Regions from separate parts of the Rattus norvegicus genome. Here region 1 is linked to region 2. A link is a contact called in public Hi-C data. All regions are on one chromosome and are shown on one strand. The core of a region is the stretch at or near the end of the contact, and the rest is flanking DNA. Distances in the headings are between cores, read along the strand shown.

Evidence for each region. A called contact is a pair of places that touch in the nucleus more often than the background predicts.
Region 1: a contact with region 2 is called in a Hi-C map of liver, with 3 times the contacts expected there. The contact joins two enhancer-like sites. A contact is called at or near these places in 2 of 12 Hi-C or Micro-C datasets (kidney and liver).

What each region holds. Positions count from the first base shown.
Region 1 is chr6:28,138,723-28,145,379 of GRCr8, forward strand. The region is part of intron 1 of LOC100912066 (a long non-coding RNA gene); the gene reads left to right. Among named protein-coding and RNA genes, the nearest start is that of Lclat1, 17 kb to the left of the region's middle. Within about 2 kb of position 4,964, at least 13 of the 93 cell types and tissues checked have an H3K27ac peak or open chromatin away from gene starts, as enhancers often do. A contact at or near this core is called in liver, where this site is marked.
Region 2 is chr6:28,046,432-28,053,156 of GRCr8, forward strand. Lclat1 (lysocardiolipin acyltransferase 1) reads right to left here. Exons shown (of 6, transcript XM_039113081.2): 4 at 450-596. Among named protein-coding and RNA genes, the nearest start is that of Lclat1, 75 kb to the right of the region's middle. Within about 2 kb of position 2,335, at least 8 of the 93 cell types and tissues checked have an H3K27ac peak or open chromatin away from gene starts, as enhancers often do. A contact at or near this core is called in liver, where this site is marked.

The sequences.
Region 1 (6,657 bases), core at 3,714-6,213, 95 kb after region 2:
TTCTCCCTGAGAAATTACTGACAGTGTACCAAATCAGAAACTGTTGCTAAAGTTTCCTTCCAATGCAAGAGAACGTCATTTATGTGTGTTCAACATTTGTCACGTATGTGTTCATGTGTTTCGAAGGCTGTATGTTCTATTCCCAGATTTGATTGGAAATGTCTTGAAAAAGGTTCTTCATGTGGAGTCGACACTGGAGTTTTCCATTGGATACTATTCTAGTTTCCTTTCTGTTGGTGTGATTAAATACAAAACAAAACAAACACCCTAACCGGAAGCAACTGGGGAAGGTAAGGGTTCATGTCTATTTACACTTCCAGGTTACAAGAGTACATGGAGGAAGTGGAGGCAGGAAGGCAAGCGGGCGTTAAACAATGAGGAACACTGCTCACTGGCGCCCTCTGGCGCCTGCTCAGCTAGCTTTCTTCTATAGCCCTGCCCACCTGCCCAGGGACAGTGCCACCCACAGGAAGCTGTACCCTCCTGCACCAATCAAAACAATCTTTCACTGACGTGGCCACAGAGCTACCCAATTGAGGGAGTTCTTCATTTGGCTGCAGGTTGCATCAAATTGTGAGTAAACGTTAACCAGCACAAACACTAGATACTGTGGCTGCTTCATCTTTGCTGGGGTTGCCTTGGGTTTCTGATCAGATGGGATAGCTGTAGGATTCATCTTGGAATTCCTTGTTATTTGTGTGTTTTTGAGATCAGGTCTGCCTCACTATGTAGCTCATGCTGGCCTTGAACTTGCAATCTTCTGCCTGCTGCAGACTCCCAAGTTTGACAGGTGTGACCTACTCCACTTAGCCATTTGCGATCCTTTTGGTCTCTCCCACCTGAGGAATCATACGCAGCTTGTTTTCCTCACGTCAATATAGTTAAGAATTTAAAGAGATGATCAGCAAGGAAAAAGAAGAAAATGGCAGATGTGCCAATACTTAATTCACGATCAAAAAAACAATAGCCCATAGATCTGGAGGCAAACTGTGGATCTAAAGGCAGACTGTGGATTTATTCACGGTTTCAGAAATGGTAACTATAACACACCGAGCCGGGTACCGTTGAGTTCCGCAGCCTTTCCCAACTCTGCAAGTGAGGGGATTGGTTTTACCCTCTTGTGAAATGAGAATAGTATATAGTTCCAACCTCATGGAGCTGCTCTGAGTCTACCTAGGAGATGAGAGGTGCTTACTAGTCCACCTAATTGGGCTTATAAATTTGTTCCAGTTATGTCTCAGGGGAAAGGAAAATTCAAATATCAATCAACCTGGAAAGAAAAGTGTTTCTACCCTGGGATGCGTGAGAAACATTACCTTCACAAGCACCAGGAGAGTAAGGTAGCTGTGGCCTGCAGCCATACTAGGGCACTGAATCGTGCCCTGTTTTGCATTGCTGTCTAATCGTTTCGAGTCATTTCCCCTCTCTAAGATTCCGTTTCCTAGCCAGTTACAGCATGTACTTGGGCAGGATTCTTGAAACCTACTCTAAGTTCCTGGTTCTCGTTTCTACTCACATATTTCTATTTGCATAATGGAAACTCAGACTATACCGACTATACCAAGGAGTGAGCATGGCTCTTAAACAGACCACATTGCTCTATCCTGAATCTACACAGGGATCTGAGAGCCCCTAGCTGCTGTCCAGAACACTGGGTATCTTGAACAATGACCAAGTCATCACCCTGGACAGTCAACAAGCCACACACCGTTCAGAGACAATCTGATGGAAAAAAGAGGAACCTCTCAACTCAGAGAGTGTAAGACCAGAAGAGCCCTTGCTAGAAGCAGTTGATTCTCAACCATTGCAACTGGGGCTGTTTGCCTCATAGAGGAACTGAGGTGGCGACTACGTTTGTGTTCACAGGAGCCATGGTTTCCAGCTTTCACTACATGTTAGAATCACTTGCAGAGCTTTTAAAATAGCATGGCGTTGGTCAGGGATGGGATCTGGCTATGGTACCTTTTAAAACCTCCCCAGGCAATTCTAAGTGCCTTCCAAATGGAGACTCATTGACCTAGGCCGGAGACTGGGCTGTAATTACTGGGGTCCACACCTGATTTCCTGAACACACCTGCTTGTGATAAGCTTCTAAGTTCAACCGAGGTTGGCTGAATCAGCGGGAGAGCGAAGAAATGAATATGAGACAATGTAAGGGGAAGAGTTTGAGATTGAAGGTCAGGATAGCTTACCCCCAGCCCTGGCTCGATTACTATACTAAATAGTAACAATTACTTCCCCTAAGCTTCAATTTATTCTCTTGTGAAGAGGAGATAATAGTACTTGCCTTATCCTCCTCTCGAAATCACAGTGAACGCGGCGTCCGGTAAAGAGCTTTGCATATTCGTGCATTATATAACCTTGTGAAATTGTTTAAAATAAAGTCTAACAGTCATTCTAGCTAACGGGTTCTTAACCAAGACAGAAATATGATGCAGGAGCTGGTTTGTGCAGGCTGATGTTGGGCTCTGTGAAGGAAACGGAGTCCCCATTGCATCTTGGCGGCGTCAGCTGAGGCGGCAGCGGTGGTGGCAGCATTGCTCTCAGTCCCTCTACACAGCATAACTACGCCTACCACCCTGCACCCCCAGATTTCTGTGGACTCTGTGCTTCTGTCCTCTCAACGTTCATGTGATGAAATCTAATCCCCAACACGACGGATTTAAAGGTGGGCTTTGCGGGGAGTAACCAGGCAATGAGCGTGCAAACCTTGTGAAGCGGATTAGTGTACTTACCGAAGTCACTCTGAAGAGCTTCCACCCCAGATTCCTTCATGGGCAGTCACAGGAGGAGCCCCCGGCCCATTCAGCCCATCAACAGATAGACGGATAATGTGATAGATATACAAGGAAGCTTTATTCAGCCCCAGAGAAGGATGAGATTATGTCATTTGCAGGAAGATGACTGGAACTAGAGATTGGTGTGTTAAGTGAAGTAAGCCAGACTGAGAGATGAGTATTGCATGTTTCCTCTCGGATGCAGAATCTAGGTTTATATATAAATAAGTACACACAAGTACCACACACACACACACACACACACACACACACACACACACACACACACCATGAATGTGGAAGGGAAAATGAGGTGAGAGGAAAGAAAACAAAATACTGCATATTTTCCAACTGAAATAGAATCTCTCTCTCTCTCTCTCTCTCTCTCTCTCTCTCTGTGTGTGTGTGTGTGTGTGTGTGTGTGTGTGTGTGTGTGTGTGTAAAGCAAGGTACAATAACATCTGGTTGAAGACGTCATAATGAAACCCATTATTTTGTCAAACTGATTTAAAAACTGGGGGCCACTAAAGATGTACCTCACTCAGAAGAGTGCTTTCCCATCACACAGGAGACCTCATTACACTTCATCCTTAGTGAGTCCGAGGCCAGCCTGGGAGAGGGGAGACAAGACACACAAAGTAAAAGCTATAGTCTATTAACCAGGAAGGGCACCCTGCTAGAGACCATGTTCACCACCAGTAATGTGGCCTTAGGCGTCCCAGCCAGCAGCACCTGGAGCAGTAGACCGGGGTAGGTGAGGAGACATCTGAGCCACACCATCCTTTGTATATAGAACAGCTCAGATGGACTAGGAGACAGATCCTAAGCCATGCTGACTAAGCAGCGTCCTCAGCCAGCAAGGCTTGAGTAACAGCTGCTTCCAGGGGTTCCCCCCACCCCATCTGTCCCATCTGCCTGCTGCTCAACACAATGTTGATGGCCACAGGTGTTCAGTGGGCACATGCACACGAATGTCAATGGATGTGGGGCTCCAGTTTCCAGGCACAGTTTTAACATCTATCTGTCAGGTTTTAGCAGCTCTCAGCATCACCTCCTTGGTGAGTTTCTTATAAGGCTCATGGATCTGCTAGCTCTTTAGGCTGGAAGTCCCCTGCTGCCACCTATGAATGCTTCCACTCCCTGTCCCTAGTCCTCTACTAACGAGGCCTGCGCTTGGCCCATCATAAAGGGGTTTGTGGAATTCAGACAAAACATATGGTGTTTGCCCAGAATCTTGCAGTTTTTATTTATGTTTTAAATAACTTGTTTTTCTTATTGTTACAAAACAGCACATGTCTGTTTGGAAAAAACTAGGCAAGCAGAAATTAAGCACAAATCTTTCATAAATCCCTCAGTCTCAGAAAATCGCTGTTTAATGTTTCTGGCTTTGTGCACACACACACACACGCATAGACATGTATTTAGAGAAATGGGGTCATTGCCGTGTATTTAGTGATTTGTAACCTGCCTTTTCTTTTAACCATGTCTCATTGCCTTAAATGGTCCTCTTGCACTATTATTTATCCCCACTCCCACGTGTCCACTCTTGCTGCCATCAATCCCCCACAGCTATTTACAAACCAAGCACTATAAATTAGAACAAACTAAACGGATTGACAGTGTGGAGGGCTTTCCTTGCTAACTGGTGCTTTGGATGGCGTTGTCTACTCAGACACAAACCTTGTATCTCATGAAATGTTTGTTTCATGCAGAGCTCCAGAGCCCAGGCTGTAACAGAAATAAAGAGTTTATGGAGGAGCCATACCCTTAAAACTGCTACAGTTTCTAGGAAACTGGAAAATTCCATTGCTACAGCCAATGTCAACAGCACAGGCAAGAGAGGAATGAAGGAACTCAAAAGGAGGAAAGAATTTGATTAACAGAGACTAGGAATAACTAGCAAAAATGCCATGAACAGGACCAGAAAATGCTGGCTCCCCGTGCTGATGTCTAGAAATTAGGAAATGCTTTTGCCTGCGCTGGAGCGAGTTGGTAAGATGGCAGGCATAAAGCTCGTGTTTGTGTCAGGAGCGATGGTAGCGGTTGTGAATACTAGCAGCAATGAATCTAGATAACAGCATCCCAGAAAATCCCTTATCTTGGCTTTGGGCCTGCCTGGATATTGACAGCGCGCTTGGCTGCAAACCACCTGGAGATTCCTGCAGTTGCTAAGCCACAGTAAAAGGGATCTCAACAGTGTTGGAAGGGAAGGGGGCGGGGCTTGTAGAAAGGGGCGTGACGTTCAGACAGAGCTGAGGGGAAAGGTCACATAAGGAGAGGCTCTGTTTCTCTAACTTCTCCTTGCTTGCTCACTACAGTGGTTGCAGGAGCTGGACCCGCCCGCCCATCTCCTGATGCATTTCTTCACTCTCTGTTTCACAAAATGCTACCCAGGGTAATTTCCAATTTTTTTTGTTTCATTACTTCTTTAAAATTTTATTTATTTATTATATATAAATACACTATAGCGGTCCTCAGACACACCAGAAGAGGGCATCAGATCTCATTACAGATGGTTATGAGCCATCTTGTAGTTGCCTGGATTTGAACTCAGGACCTCTGGAAGAGCAATCAGTGCTCTTAACCACTGCGCCATCTCTCCAGCCCGTTTGCTTGTCTTTTGAGATAGGGTCTCATTATGAAGCCCAGACTGGCCTTTAATTCTCAGTGATCCTCCTGCTGCCAGGATTGTGGGTATGTGTCACCATATCCAACTTTAATAATTTTAATTATTCATCCTATTACATAATTTCTGGGCTCAATCCCCAGCATCACTCACACACACACACACACACACACACACACACACACACACACACACACAATTAATACAGGATCAACAACTATGCTTTTAAAAAGTTTTTGAATAGCTTTATGGTTTTCTTTGAGTTTATGATTGCCTCATCTTATGGTTCTGTAGTTTTCCACGAATAAATTTCTGCTTTTTTTTTTTTTTTGGTAAGCTTTGAAAATGTATCTAACTTACTAGCTGCCCCTCCAGTCATCCTTTTGTTCTGCTTATCTTTTCTGACTACTTTTCATTTCTCAGCTTCAAAGTACACATGTCACTGAAAACTCTTCCTGAATCTTTTTTGCTAGTATCCTGATGTAGATCTACTCTTCGTTGGATCTATTTTGTGGTTGTTATTGTTGCTGCTGTGTTTATTATGGTTTGGTTTCCACCTAGGACAAGGGACTGAGGTGCATATTTTATATATCAAAGCAGATCTGGCTTCCAGGTTCTCCCAGCATCCTTCAGCCCCTACTGAGTATCATACCCTGCCCCCAACCCTGGACTTTCCAGCCCAGAGACTGGGCTGCCCTTCTGCTACCAGACGCTCTTCCCTATATAATACAGACGTCTTGTTTCTCTGTCTCTGTCTCTGTCTCTCTGTCTCTGTCTCTGTTTCTCTCTCTCTGTCTCTCTCTCTCTCTCTCTCTCTCTCTCTCTCTCTCTCTCTCTCTCTCTCTCCCCACTCCGTTTCCCACCCCCCTCTCTCTTCTCCTTCCTGTGGTGACTTCCCCGGCCTCCATCCTTGGGGCCAGTGAACTCGCTTGCTCGAGAACAGCTCCCCAATAAACCTTCATTGAATATAAACTAATCTGGCTTGAACTGGCTCATTTTACCAGGACAGAAAGAACTTGTCGATTATGTTGAGGAAAGTTCTCATGTAGCTTAGGCTGGCCTTGAACTCAACTCTGTCACCAAGGATGACCTTGAGCTCCTGATCCTCCTGCTTCACCTCATAAATTCTGGGATTGGAGTCATGCAGCCCACTCCTAGTTTTATTTACTGCTAGAGATCCAACCTACAACTTTTTTCATGGTAATCAAGTATTTTACTAAGCTGTATCCATTTACTTTTAAAGTTGATGGAGTA
Region 2 (6,725 bases), core at 1,085-3,584:
GAACACCTATTCTAACAGTATTGAATTGACTTAAATGTTCATTGACATATATTTTCAGTCTCAGTAATTTGACTGTGTGATACTTTTATTTATTTGTAAGGATTTTTATAATAAAATTATATTTTAAATTTTGTTTTCTTTTTGGTCTTCCCCTCACACCATGATACTGGGAACTGGACTTAGGGCCTCCCAACAGTGCACCAGTGAGCGCTATCCCCAGCCATCTCGTTACTCTGTATTGTGAGCACTGACTCACCAACTTGTTCAGGCTGCATCATTCTCCTGAGTAGCTGGAACTTCAGGATTGTACCAGCAGGTTAGGCTTGGGTACCATTAACTGAGTGACCTCAGGGGTTGCCCATCCACTTTGTTGATATATACTCTGTAGAAGATTTGACTAGTGGTTTCTGCGTTCTTAAATTCTGTGGCCCAAACCCAGGCTATGTTACCTGTGAGGTCAGTTCCTTCTGGAAAGATGAGAAGTTGTAGTGGTTCATGGATGGCACAGAAATAGTCAACCATGTCTTCAAAATGGCTCTTATCATCCTTCCACTTCCTATGAATAAAGATAAAGGCAGCAACTTGCATGGCCCAGCCTGGAAAAGAATGAGAAGCATTTGCACAAACTGTAAGAGCAATGTCCACATAGCACTAAAGATAACTTTCATGTCTTGATTTTTTTTACTCTATTTATAATAACCATTCTATGACATACCATATATTTAATTAGTACTAATTTTGGAAGTATTGGAGTTGCTTGTTTGCCCACCTCTCCCAGACAGGGTTTGTCTGTATAGCCTTGGCTGTCCTGGAACTCACTCTACAGACCAAGCTGGCCTCAAACTCAGAGATCCACCTGTCTCTGCCTCCTGAGTGCTGGGATCAAAGCTATCACTGCCTAAATTCTTTAAAACTTCCTTTAAGCCATAGCTTGCCACTATTATCTCAAGGTACTACCATTTACCAAGTGGTAAGTCAACAATTTTCTCACAAGAATTCTATAATATTTTCTTTTCTGTACTCTCAAACTAAATGCAATGCTATTTTCAATGGTAGTCACTTCAGATTTTACTTAAATGAAACGGGAATCTGCTATGCACATTCCTTGGAGTGCATATGTGGCACAGTGCCTTTCTCAAAGGCAGACCCACCTTAGTGCTGAAAAGGTAGCCTTGATGAGCTGATCTGTGTTTCAGATGCCTGCTGATCTTTCCCTGGCCATAGCCTTTGGAGCTTCTATAAAAGACGCCTAACTTAGGGTAGCCTATGTACCCTAAGTAAAAGGCTCACAAAGAATGAGAAGCATAGGCCCAACACAGCAACTCTCAGGCCAACTGAATATCTCTCTCACAGTTTCCCTAGGACCTTGGAAAAGTAAACACTGTGAGTTGTGCACTAAAGATGGCATCTGTAGTAAAGGCCAAAACCTCTTGCAGCTGAGCCACAGGTCTGATCCTGATTCTAACTCTAGGCCCAGTCTTGCCAGCCTATGCATGGGTCCGTCTCCATGATCTCCATGAGAGTCTTCCTCTCTAACACTTACATGGTAACTACAACACTCATCTTGGTGCTAGGGATGAAGGGTAGTAATGCCTTGCAAACAAGCAGTGCTGTTCTGGAATACAGATGTGCTGTGGCTTACCTACCTCCTGCCTCCCTAAAACTCAGGCTAAGTCCAACCTGAGAATCTCTTATCTCTCCTAGAAATCTTTGCTCCAATCATTTTATTACAGGTATGTTTTTCTGGACATTTTTCATGTTTCCTGTTATTTCTGTTACACCTCCCCTTTTTTCTGTCTTTAATTGAAATTAAGTTTTCTGTGCCCCTTCCCTTGTGCTCTAAAATCCAGGTTTCCCTAGAACTCAGGCATCCCATTTGTTCATCTATATGATCAATAACTATTTCTGTTTAACAATGTCAGCGAGCATTAGGTGCCACAGGACAGCATGGCTGCCACAGGGACAGCATGGCCCACAGTATGAACCACGGCCCTGCCCCTTGGCAGACAGTCCACTGACCTTTGCTCGACTGGCTTGGAAATAGCACATCCCATTTTCTTTCTTAGCGTGTTTCAGCTTTCTGTATTTGGTAAGCCTGTTGAACTGTGGAACGCCATCAATACTGAGTTCAATTATTAATCTCCACCAACCAAAACAGATCTTATTTCTATCACAGTGTAAACCAAAAGACTCCAGTTTAAATTTAATTTCAATTTTTACAAAGTTAAGTAATAATAATGTCCAAGATGTATGCTTCCTACCATCCTTGTTACCAGATTTGTAAGAATCACCTGACTGCTCCAAAGAGCTTACTTTTCTATCACATTCCTAAACCTGGCAGAAATGGTTTTGATATTTAGATCTGACCCCAAGTTTGCCGACCTCTTTGCTTGTGCCCTTCTGTTAATACTTTTTTTTGAAAATTGTTTCTGTCCTCACATTCCTGAAATGTATTTTTGGTTCAACTGGTTTGACTAAAAATAGAATTTGAGGTTCCAAATCACTGTTTCCTCAGAATTTCAGAACATTTCCCACAGCCTTTCATCCCTCAGTGTGGTCAATGCGGCTAGCAGCCAGGAAGAAGCCAAACCCAACCTCATCCATGCAATAGCCTGCCCACTCTCAAGCTTTTAGGATTTTCTCTTTTGTCCCAATGATTGATTTATTTCAACAACCATACTTTTGTTTTTAATATTTGCTAATGGTTATTTTCCACGCCAGCTATTTTATGAATAAACAGTACAATTATAGAAACAACATTTGGTGAATGCTGACAGTGTACTTGGTAATATTCTGACCATTTCATTAGTTCTTAAGACGACTATGAATCAGGTGAAAAGTACTATCTCTAATAACACTTTTGAGATGCAAGTGAGTGGAAGCCAGGCTTCAGACACAGAAGGGCTGGTCCCAAAGCTATGTTTTAGTTCGTTTTCTTCTTGTCTTTTCGTTTGATTACTTTTATTCCGTTTTGAGACATCATCTCACAGTGTAGCCCAAGCCCGAGTCAGATTTACTTTGTAGCTCAGGCTGGCTTTCAGCTCACAACAACATGTCCTTATGCCCAGTCTCCCAGCATGTTATTTATCCTTACTGTGCTGGTTTAAATGTATAGCATCACATGTTTTAGATCAGTGTGAAGGATCTGAAGAGATGGCTTCGTGGCTAAGAAAACTTATTGCTCTCTCAAAGGACCTAACTTTGGTTCTCAGCACCCACATTGGGCAGACCACGCCCACTCTTAACTCCAGCTCCAAAAGATGTGACACCTGAGTTCCACAGGAACTGGACTCACAAGTCCACACCTATGCACAGGGACATACAAAATTTAAAAAAAAAACATAAATACTGATAAACCTTTATAAAATCATTGTGAATTGTGTTCTAAACAGTTTTTCTCCAATAATATGCTCTTGAACTTATGTAAATGCTCCAAGAACCATTACTCAGATTACATGCCCAACTGTTTAAATGTTTGGCTCTTTAAAGCTGTATAGTTTCTTCAAATGTTTATTTATATCACACTCACATTTATAAAGTATATTCTAGGACTGGAAAGACAGCTCAGAAGGTATATGTTCTTGAAGCCAAGCTTGAGGTCCTGGGTTCAATCCCCAGAGTTCACATGGTAGGAGAGAAGTGACTGCCTCTATTTGCATAGGCACAATGTCATCCACAAGTACACACACACACACACACACACACACACACACACACACACACACACAAACACGTGAATAAATACAGGGGAAATGGCTACATCAACCCAACCTCTCTTACATCTCTTACGGGGCTGTGATCCCTGCCCTGGAGCCTTTACCATCTTCCCTTCTTCTTAGACAGCAAAAAAAAAAAAAAGTCTTCTTAGACTGAAGGAGTACATCATCACCATACACCACCACCATGTATTTTTAACTTAATGCATCCTTTTGTAATAAGAAGTATACATATATCCCATTATTTTTCTTCCATCCATTCATTTTAGCACAAATGGCCTACACTTAACGAATCATAAAACATCTGCACTGTTTATCTAATCCTCTCAGACTGAACCTCGGTGATAGCTTAGACATTATCATGGCTGTCTCTGTATCTGCTAATGCAATACCATCCCTCTCGGTATCTTCTGTAGCACTAGAAACTAGAACAACACACCAGAATCCAAAGCAGGTAGACCAGCATTCCCTGCAATGGTATTTTCAGTCCTGAGCAGGGGGTAAGGATAAAACCAAGACAGGCTACCTGAAGATGGCCAGTTCACTGAGGAGTGAGATGCGGAGTTTATGTGAAGACTCTCAGAAAGACCTTGAGAGACAGTGCTGACAGAGCGGGTGCTTGACTACAGGTTATATAGCTTGTAATTACAAATAAATCCAGAAACTAATTAACAAGCAATTACAGTTCCCAGAATGCCAACCTCAGTCAAGATGCTAAGTGTCACATAGACCAAGTCAGGGGAGCACCACCATCCTGAAATTCACAAATGTTCTCCACTCCTCTTCTGAGCACATCAATTTCCACAAAGCCCTGGCTTTTGAGAGCAACCTGAGTGAGAGACCATTAACGCACATCACAGCCTGTCCTCCAGGGCAGATGCCTACACTATTAGATTCGCAGGCGCCATACTCATAACAAAAGGCAAAGCAAGTGAACATCTTCTAAAGCAAACCAATTTTACAAAAAAATTCCCAATTTGAAAAACCACAAAATTGTGAAGGAAAACAAACCCAAAAATGCACACACAGCACATCCCACTATACTGTACAGCATAGTGATTATCCTAGAAATTATCCTACCGCCTGGCAGATGCTATACACTCTTGTTTGACACTGAAAAAATAAACAATTCACTGAGGGCATTTGTTGGCAAGATGAGGCTTCTCATTTTGGGGATAATTTAGGGGTTCCATTCTAACACAGGCCAAAAGGGTTTTCCTGCTTTAGATTTACTATTGATCAATTTTCTAGGTATTTTATTATCTATATATACCTTTATCAAATTCTCAAGCTAAGTATGTCACTAGTTTTGCAGGACCCAGACTATGCTAGCAATTACAATCTGGAAGGCAGAACCACGACAAATCCCTCAACATATCCACACGCCAACACTCGAACAGTTGATGTTATATTACAAACAAAGGGCAGCAGAGGTCACAAAGCAGCTAAGTTTAGGACTAGAAAATCAGTGAACAGAAAGAATCATAATAGCCCTTAAAAGTAGAAAAGATGAAGGGGAAGGGACTCAGTTTCAAAACAAAAGGTTACAGACTCAACCTGCCACTGCTGCCTTTGAAAGGAAGGGGCCACAAACCAGGGAATGTGGTTCTCTGCTCTGTGCTGGGAAGACAAGCAATGCTGCTCCCTCAGAGCAGTAACTGCGGCCAGCCAGGGTGGCACACACCTCTAACCACAGCCGTCAGGAGGCCAGCCTGGCCTACATAGTTGAGACCTCGTGAGAGAAAGGAAGTAGGGCGGAGTCTTAGAGCATCAGAGGACAAGCAGGTGAAAGAAACAAGATGAGTCCATCAAAAAGGCAGAAGCATCGGCCTGCAAGAATTTCTCCACCCAAAGCTACAAAGTTTTCAGTAATAATGAGAGTACTCTACAATAAGCCAGATGATAAAATAAAGGTGGTGAGCATGGACTATTACTGATGAATACTCTGAATACAGTGTAAAGAATACAGTAACATGACACCAAGCCACATCACTCAAGTGACGGGGATAGCTATCACCTGCTATCATGGACCTCTCTGATCTGAGACTGGCACTTCACCTCTGTGCTAACTACTCCTCAGACTCATGACCACCATCTAACGGAGAACCTCCATGGACATTCAGAACGAAGGACACCCTACCCATAAGCACCATGTAAAGCACAGTCACCCTGCTCTCAGGTGGAGCAGGAGTGGTTAAAAGCAAGGTGGTCCCTCAGACGGATCCTAGAACAGTAATGTCCTAGAAAATGAACACTAACAGAAAGACTGGCAAAACCAAACTTACTGATTGCTTACTCGGCTAACCAGTGCCAATCTACCTTTCATTTGAATAAAGTGCTATGAAGGAAACACCCTGAGAAACTGAGTGATCAGGGACATCCTTTAGTGTCTTTCTAGTTCCAGTAAATAAAAAAATATTCATATAAAATATTTCAGACCATTTATTTGTTGATGGAAAATTCTGTTTAATTAAAGCTACATAAGTAGTAACCATGTAATATGGAAACCTAATATTTTACTTAGAACTCACGTGAGCTGTAGGACTGACTTCGGGAGCTGAAAGCACTGAGTGAGAACTGGTAAGGCACACCTTACATCCTACCTTCAGTAGACACTTTTAATTCCTGGTGGCCGAAATGTGCCTCTGGTGGCATCCATGACACAACTGTGGATACTCATAAATATCTGAGGCTTGATGGTTTTTCACAACAGGGTTTCTCTGTATAGCCCTGGCTGTCCTGAAACTCACGCTGTAGACCAGGCCGGCCTCAAACTCAAGATATCTGCCTGCCTCTGCCTTCTGGGTACTGGGATTAAAGGTGTGCACCACTGTCGCCTGTCAGAAATATATAACTTTAAACATAAGAAAAATATTTTCTGTAAAATTTATTACAGAAATAAAAATGGCAGCCAAACTTTTAAAAATGACAATCTTATAATAGATATAAGGCCTAACTCATCCTAGCACTAAAAATGCAATCACAATTTACACATACTTAGTCAGAAGA